2 separate regions of the Mus musculus genome follow, and region 1 is linked to region 2. The links are chromatin contacts, called in public Micro-C maps. All regions are on one chromosome and are shown on one strand. Each heading gives the region's core, a stretch centred on a gene start, on an enhancer-like site or on the middle of the called end of the contact. The rest is flanking DNA. Distances are from core to core; before and after follow the strand shown. Region 1 holds the start of Meis2 (Meis homeobox 2). Region 2 holds the start of Wt1 (Wilms tumor 1 homolog).

The links. Hi-C and Micro-C count contacts between places; a contact is called where the count stands out from the background.
Region 1: a Micro-C map of embryonic stem cells shows a contact between it and region 2, with 17 times the contacts expected there. The contact joins the promoter of Meis2 here to the promoter of Wt1 in region 2. A contact is called at or near these places in 1 of 39 promoter capture datasets (embryonic stem cells) and 4 of 484 Hi-C or Micro-C datasets (embryonic stem cells and uterus).

What each region holds. Positions count from the first base shown.
Region 1 is chr2:116,063,696-116,066,395 of GRCm38.p6, reverse strand. Meis2 (Meis homeobox 2) reads left to right here and starts at 1,338. Exons shown (of 12, transcript NM_001159568.1): 1 at 1,338-1,594. The coding sequence starts at 1,583.
Region 2 is chr2:105,125,094-105,127,793 of GRCm38.p6, reverse strand. It overlaps Wt1 (Wilms tumor 1 homolog), which reads right to left and starts at 1,265. Exons shown (of 10, transcript NM_144783.2): 1 at 352-1,265. The coding sequence starts at 997. Wt1os (Wilms tumor 1 homolog, opposite strand) reads left to right here and starts at 1,284. Exons shown (of 7, transcript NR_015462.1): 1 at 1,284-1,471. RefSeq lists an enhancer at 1,021-1,250, a cis regulatory region at 1,546-1,583 and a promoter at 1,012-1,778.

The DNA.
Region 1 (2,700 bases), core at 89-2,588, about 11 Mb before region 2:
TGCTGCTCTAGGTTGTAGTGGCAGAGTTCGGGACCTAGTAATCCGCCGGCAGAGGAAGGGGGCCGCGGAATTAAAACGAACAAAAGCTAGAGCGCCATGCCAAACATCCCCAACGCGACCCAGTTAGGCAGGAGCCAAGAGGAGTGGTGGGGAAATAAACGAGAAGTAAGTTGAAAATAAAAAGATCTGAGTCTGTACCGTACTTTCCCTGTGGCTTTCTGCAGTTTTCCTGTCTGCGCTCTCCCTGTCCTCTTCCACCTCTCTTCCTTCCCCCTCCAATCACGCGTGTTCTCTCTCTCTCTCTCTCTCTCTCTCTCTCTCTCTCTCTCTCTCTCTCTCTCTCTCTCTCCCTCTCTCTCCCTCTCCTGTCGCTCTCCCTCCTTCCCTCCCTTCCCCCTTTCCCCCTCCCTCATCCCCCCTCCCTCCCCTCTTCCTCTCCCTCCCGCGTCGTCCCCCTGGAGAAGCAGGCTTGCTGATTTGCTCCGGTCCTCTCCGCTCCAGCCTCCCCTTCCCCAGCCCCCCCCCCCCCCCCCGGGGCCGTCCGACCGCACTCGCTGCATATCAGAGGCTCCGCGCTGCGCGCTCCTCCTCGCTCCAGCTCCCCACTCTCGGGATGTGTCTCCGCCGTAGGACGGGCTATGGCCACCACGACTTCCGGGTTCCGTCATTTCGTTCTCCCGCCGCCGACCCGCGCCGCCAAACTGAGGCTCTACTATAAGCCCGGCTGCAGCCAACCTGCCAACACCTACTGACACTCACTCATCTCCCAGAGAGAGAAAGAGAGCGCGAGAGAGCGAGCGCGAGTGAGAGCGAGCGAGAAAGAGAGAGAGGGAAAGACAAAATACCTACCAGAGAGGGGGGGAGGAAGTCCAATTTTTGCAAACTATTCATTTTTTTCTTGGTTTTCTCCTTGCTTTCTTTGAACAATACTTTAAAAAGAGAGGATCATATTAGAGCTATTTTGGGGGCAAAGCTAAAAGAGGGGGGAGGGGGGAGGAAGAATTCAAGAAGCAGAAACCCCTCGCGGAGTTTTACTGGAAGAAAAAAAAAACGGGTCTGAAAGATTGCTCCTCTTCATCATCATCAACCATCATTCATTCACTACCTTGACATTCCGGGCTTTGATTGACAGCTGGAGTGGCAAAAAGCCATGAAACTCGACAGTTCGGTTACATGTGGGCTGCTGACTGGCCGCTCGTAACCTTCAGTTCGGGGGCTTGACAATTTTTTTTCTTTTTCTTTTCTTTCTTTTCTTTTTTTTTTTCAACTAAGAGGAAAAGAAGAGAAAGAGGAGTAAAGGAGGACCGAAGAGGAGGAGGAGGGGAGGGGGAGGAGGGGGAGGAGGAGGAAGATCAGGAGGAGGAGGAAGAAGAGGAAAAAAGAGAAAAAGAAGAAATATCACTGAAAAAAATTCTTCGTTTTCTTGACTGGGCTTTCCCCACCCCCCAAAAAATAACATTGGAAAATTGGGAGAAGTCTCCTTGGTTTGGAAAAAAAGGACTCTTCAACCTAGCTCACTTTCTTATCCGGACTGGGATATTAAATATACGACACATCCAGGAGTTTATTGGAGCGCAGACTGATGGCGCAAAGGGTAGGTTTAAATCTCCAACACTTACCTAGATATAAATCCTCTCCTACAGGGCCCTGCCCCATGCCTTCTCTCCCTTTGAGCTGGCTGCTGCTGGTTGCTTGATGATGATGGCGGCCAGTATTTTAAAAAATAGTAACAAAATTATTCACCGGCTTCTTTCCCCCCTGTGCCTCTGCGTGTGTGAGAGTGTGTGTGCGTGCGTGTGTGCGTGTCTGGCCGCGCGTGTCCCAGCGCTGAGCGAGCGGGCGGGCGGCGAGAGCGTGTGAGTGGTGTGTGTGTGTGTGTGTGTGTGTGTGTGTGTGTGTGTGTGTGTGTGTGTGTGTGTGTACTTGTGTGCAATTGTTACACGCTTTCGCCTCGCTCCAGCTTTTACCCCGGCAGCGTGATTCCCCGGGTTCTCTGCGGGCGGCGAGAGCGTGTGAGTGGTGTGTGTGTGTGTGTGTGTGTGTGTGTGTGTGTGTGTGTGTACTTGTGTGCAATTGTTACACGCTTTCGCCTCGCTCCAGCTTTTACCCCGGCAGCGTGATTCCCCGGGTTCTCCTGCCGCCGCCGCTGCGCCTCTTTCGCCGCTACTCGCGCGGCTCCGGGCGGGCGCGGGCTGCGTAGGAGCCGCCGGCGTGGGGCCGCGCTGCCTAGACTAGCCCCGGCTGCTTGTTTTGTCTCTGAAATTGACAAGGACGCAGGGAATCCGCTGCTAAATAATGTTTCTGGTAACTTTCACGTTATTCCTCCCCACCCTCAGCTCCTAGCCCCCGGGGAGGCACCGACCCTAGTCTTCCCTTGTCCTTGCCGTTCTCGGCCTGATTATTAGCGTTTTTCTTCTCTTTATTTTGTTTCATTTCGCCCTTTGATTTATTGGATCTCCTGGAGGAGGCGAAGGGGGGTAAGGGGTGGGATCCGGGGCTTCCTTCTCTTGCTAACTCCACTTCTCCCTGGGTTGGCTCGCTGGGGTTCTGCAGCCTCCAGCGGGAGCGGGGCCTCCCTGTGCCCCCCCACCCCCCACCCGGCGTCCCCGGCCTCTCCGCCTGATCTGCCTTCCCTGAATGCTGCTCTCGGCTCAGACTTTAATTTTAAAATTTACGACATCCTCTCCCAACTTTCAAATC
Region 2 (2,700 bases), core at 16-2,515:
TTCCCCCGGTGTAGAGTCACACGTTACAGCCAACCTCCTCTTCCTCCTCCCGTGGAGTTCCGAAATCTCTAGGACACCCCGGGGCCCCAGATGTCCTCCCGCGTCCTACGAACTATCGGACTCTGGGGTTGCGCTCAGTAATGTGTAAGTGGTGGTGGTGGTGGTGCGTTGTCGCGTTGTCACTCGCATTTGACAGAGCCCACTCCTCCCTGTCCGCTACTTTCAGACTCCCTTGGAAGGCTGCTGAGTAAGAACTGGCATCAGGAAGGAACAGACAAGGGGAGAAGCGGCGTGGGAGCAGGTCGCGGAGCCACTACCGCGCGTGGAGGTCGCGCTGTCCGGAATCCTTACCTTGGTTGCGGATGGTAGGCTGGCTCTCCAGGCAGCTGGGCAGGTAGGGCGCATTGGGGAACATCCTGGCCTGGCCCGAGGACGCCTGGCTGGGCGGGGGAGGACCGAAGGGTCCGTAGCGACAGGCCCCGGCTGTACCGGTGAACTGGCCCGAGAAGTGCAAGGTGAAGGCGCTCAGGCACTGCTCCTCGTGTGGCTCGGCGCCGCCCCAGCTGGGCTCCTGTTTGATGAAGGAGTGGGGTGGCGGCGGAGGCGGCGGCGGAGCGGGAGGAGGCGCGGGACCGCCCAGCGACCCGTAAGCCGAGGCGCCCGGAGGCGCGAAGTCCAACACGGGCGCCCACTGCGCTGCGCCGCTCACAGGGAGCCCGCAGCCGCCGCCGCCGCCGCCCAGCGAAGACACAGCGGGCAGCAGCGCGTTCAGGTCCCGCACGTCGGAACCCATGAGGTGCGGCTCGGATGCGGACGGTTCTCCGCTCCTGCGATCCTGCGGATTCTCGGCGCTGGACTTGGCCCAGGCGCTCCGGGGGCCTCGGTCCCCAGGTTGCTCCGGCTGCTGGACGCACCCGGGCTCCCGGCGGAGCGTGTGCTGAGACGCCGGCTCCGGGACACACGTGGAAGCCGGCTCCTGCGACAGGAGGAAGTCCAGGATCGCGGCGAGGAGGCGGCGGGCCCGGGTTCCTGGGCTGCCGTCCTCTCTCTGGGTGGGTGGGTGAATGAGTGGGTGGGAGGGAGGGCGGGAAAAGGAAAGGGGGAGCAGGCAGGCGGTCGGGTTGCGGAGAGCCCCGGGTGTGGGCGCTGCCTTGAACTCCTTACCCCAGCTGCCTGGCTGCCCCCAGCTTCCCAAAGCTCAAATAAGAGGGGCCGGCAGCAGGGAAGGAGGAGGAGCCAGGATGCTCGGCCGCTCCATTCACACAGCAGCCCTAGCCTAGCTCAGCAAAGCGCGCTGCTCGTCCCGGTTACTAGCACCGGGGGTGTGGGGCGGGCCCGAGGGAGCGTTCATCTCGGAGACACCCTCCTCTCTGGCCCGCCACGTGCTCTCAGCTGGCCTGTACCGCAAGCCTCCCCCTGCTACCCTAGCTGGCCTTCCCGAGTGTAGGCGCCTTGAGGCAAGGCCGTCTAGGTAAGTAATGAGTCCCCTCGGTGTCGGACCGAAGTAGGAGAAGAGTCCGGGCTGTTAATCAGGAAGGGTGGGGGTGGAGGGAGGGGCAGGTGGGCTCCAAGAGGGCGGGAACCAGAGAGCCCAGAGAACTCTCCTGGGTTCTGAGGCAGATAGCCTAACTTTGGGGCTTATCTCCTCCCATGTCCAGAATTCTAGAGGCTAGCTGCGGGGTCACTTTAGGAGATTAGTCCCTCTGGGTTCGCAGGTTGAGATTCAAGGTGAAATTGTTCGGGATAGATAATTATGAAGTGTGACGTCAGTTGTGACAAGCGGGACCTTTTCGGCTGTCTGATAATTGGTTCTTTGGTACGGTTGGAACCCAGAGGGCGGGTGTTACCTACAGTGTAGATGACACTTACTGTCTCTTTTTGGCAATGGGGTATTTAAACCTTAAATTAACTGGGGGAAATTTTCAGCTGTTTTGGGGGGTGCCGTGGGAGGCGCTTAGCAGAAATGCCCAGAACCTACTTTGAGTGTGGTGGGAACGTTTCGGCGCCTTGTTGAGAAGAAACGGGAATGGAGGAGCAAAGCTACGTCTCCAAACACAGCTTCTTCTAGTGATTAGGGAATGATGGCGGACCTGCGGTGTTTGATCGGGAGATGCAAACTAGTCAGACTAACCTAGAAATGAGCCCAGGAGAGACTTCACAGGCCCTTTGCTAGAGGCGTGTTTGCACTGGTAGCCCAGAGGGTTTCCAGAGAGTGGCTTCTCAAAAAGAGCTCCTCCCTACACCTTGTAGCTGTTTGGAATCTTGGAACAGGTGTTTGGGGGTTGGTTTGTATTGTCTGAGTTTCCTAAAGCAGTGGAATCCTCGGAGGAAAGAACCCGTAGGCAAATAGAAGCCTAAGGAGTGTAGTGGGTTTCGCAGGTCAGACTTGGGGACTCTTGGAGGCAGCAGCGACTGTTCACCCTGGGACTGCCAGGCGCGCGGGGCCGGGAAGCCAGCTGGTGGCAGTCAGGCATCTGGAACCAGAATGAGGCTTGAAGCTTTCCAACTAAACCTGGGTGGGGGGGGGGCAGTCAAGGATGTTGACTGTAAACACAAAGAAATCTAGCATTTCAATGGTCTTAGTGCATTCACCAGTTGCTGCACATTGATTTTAACTCACACGGATTCGTGAATCCAGAATCGTCATGAATTTGACTTGGAACCCAAGGCTCAGAAAGTTATTTGCCTTGAGCAATTGCC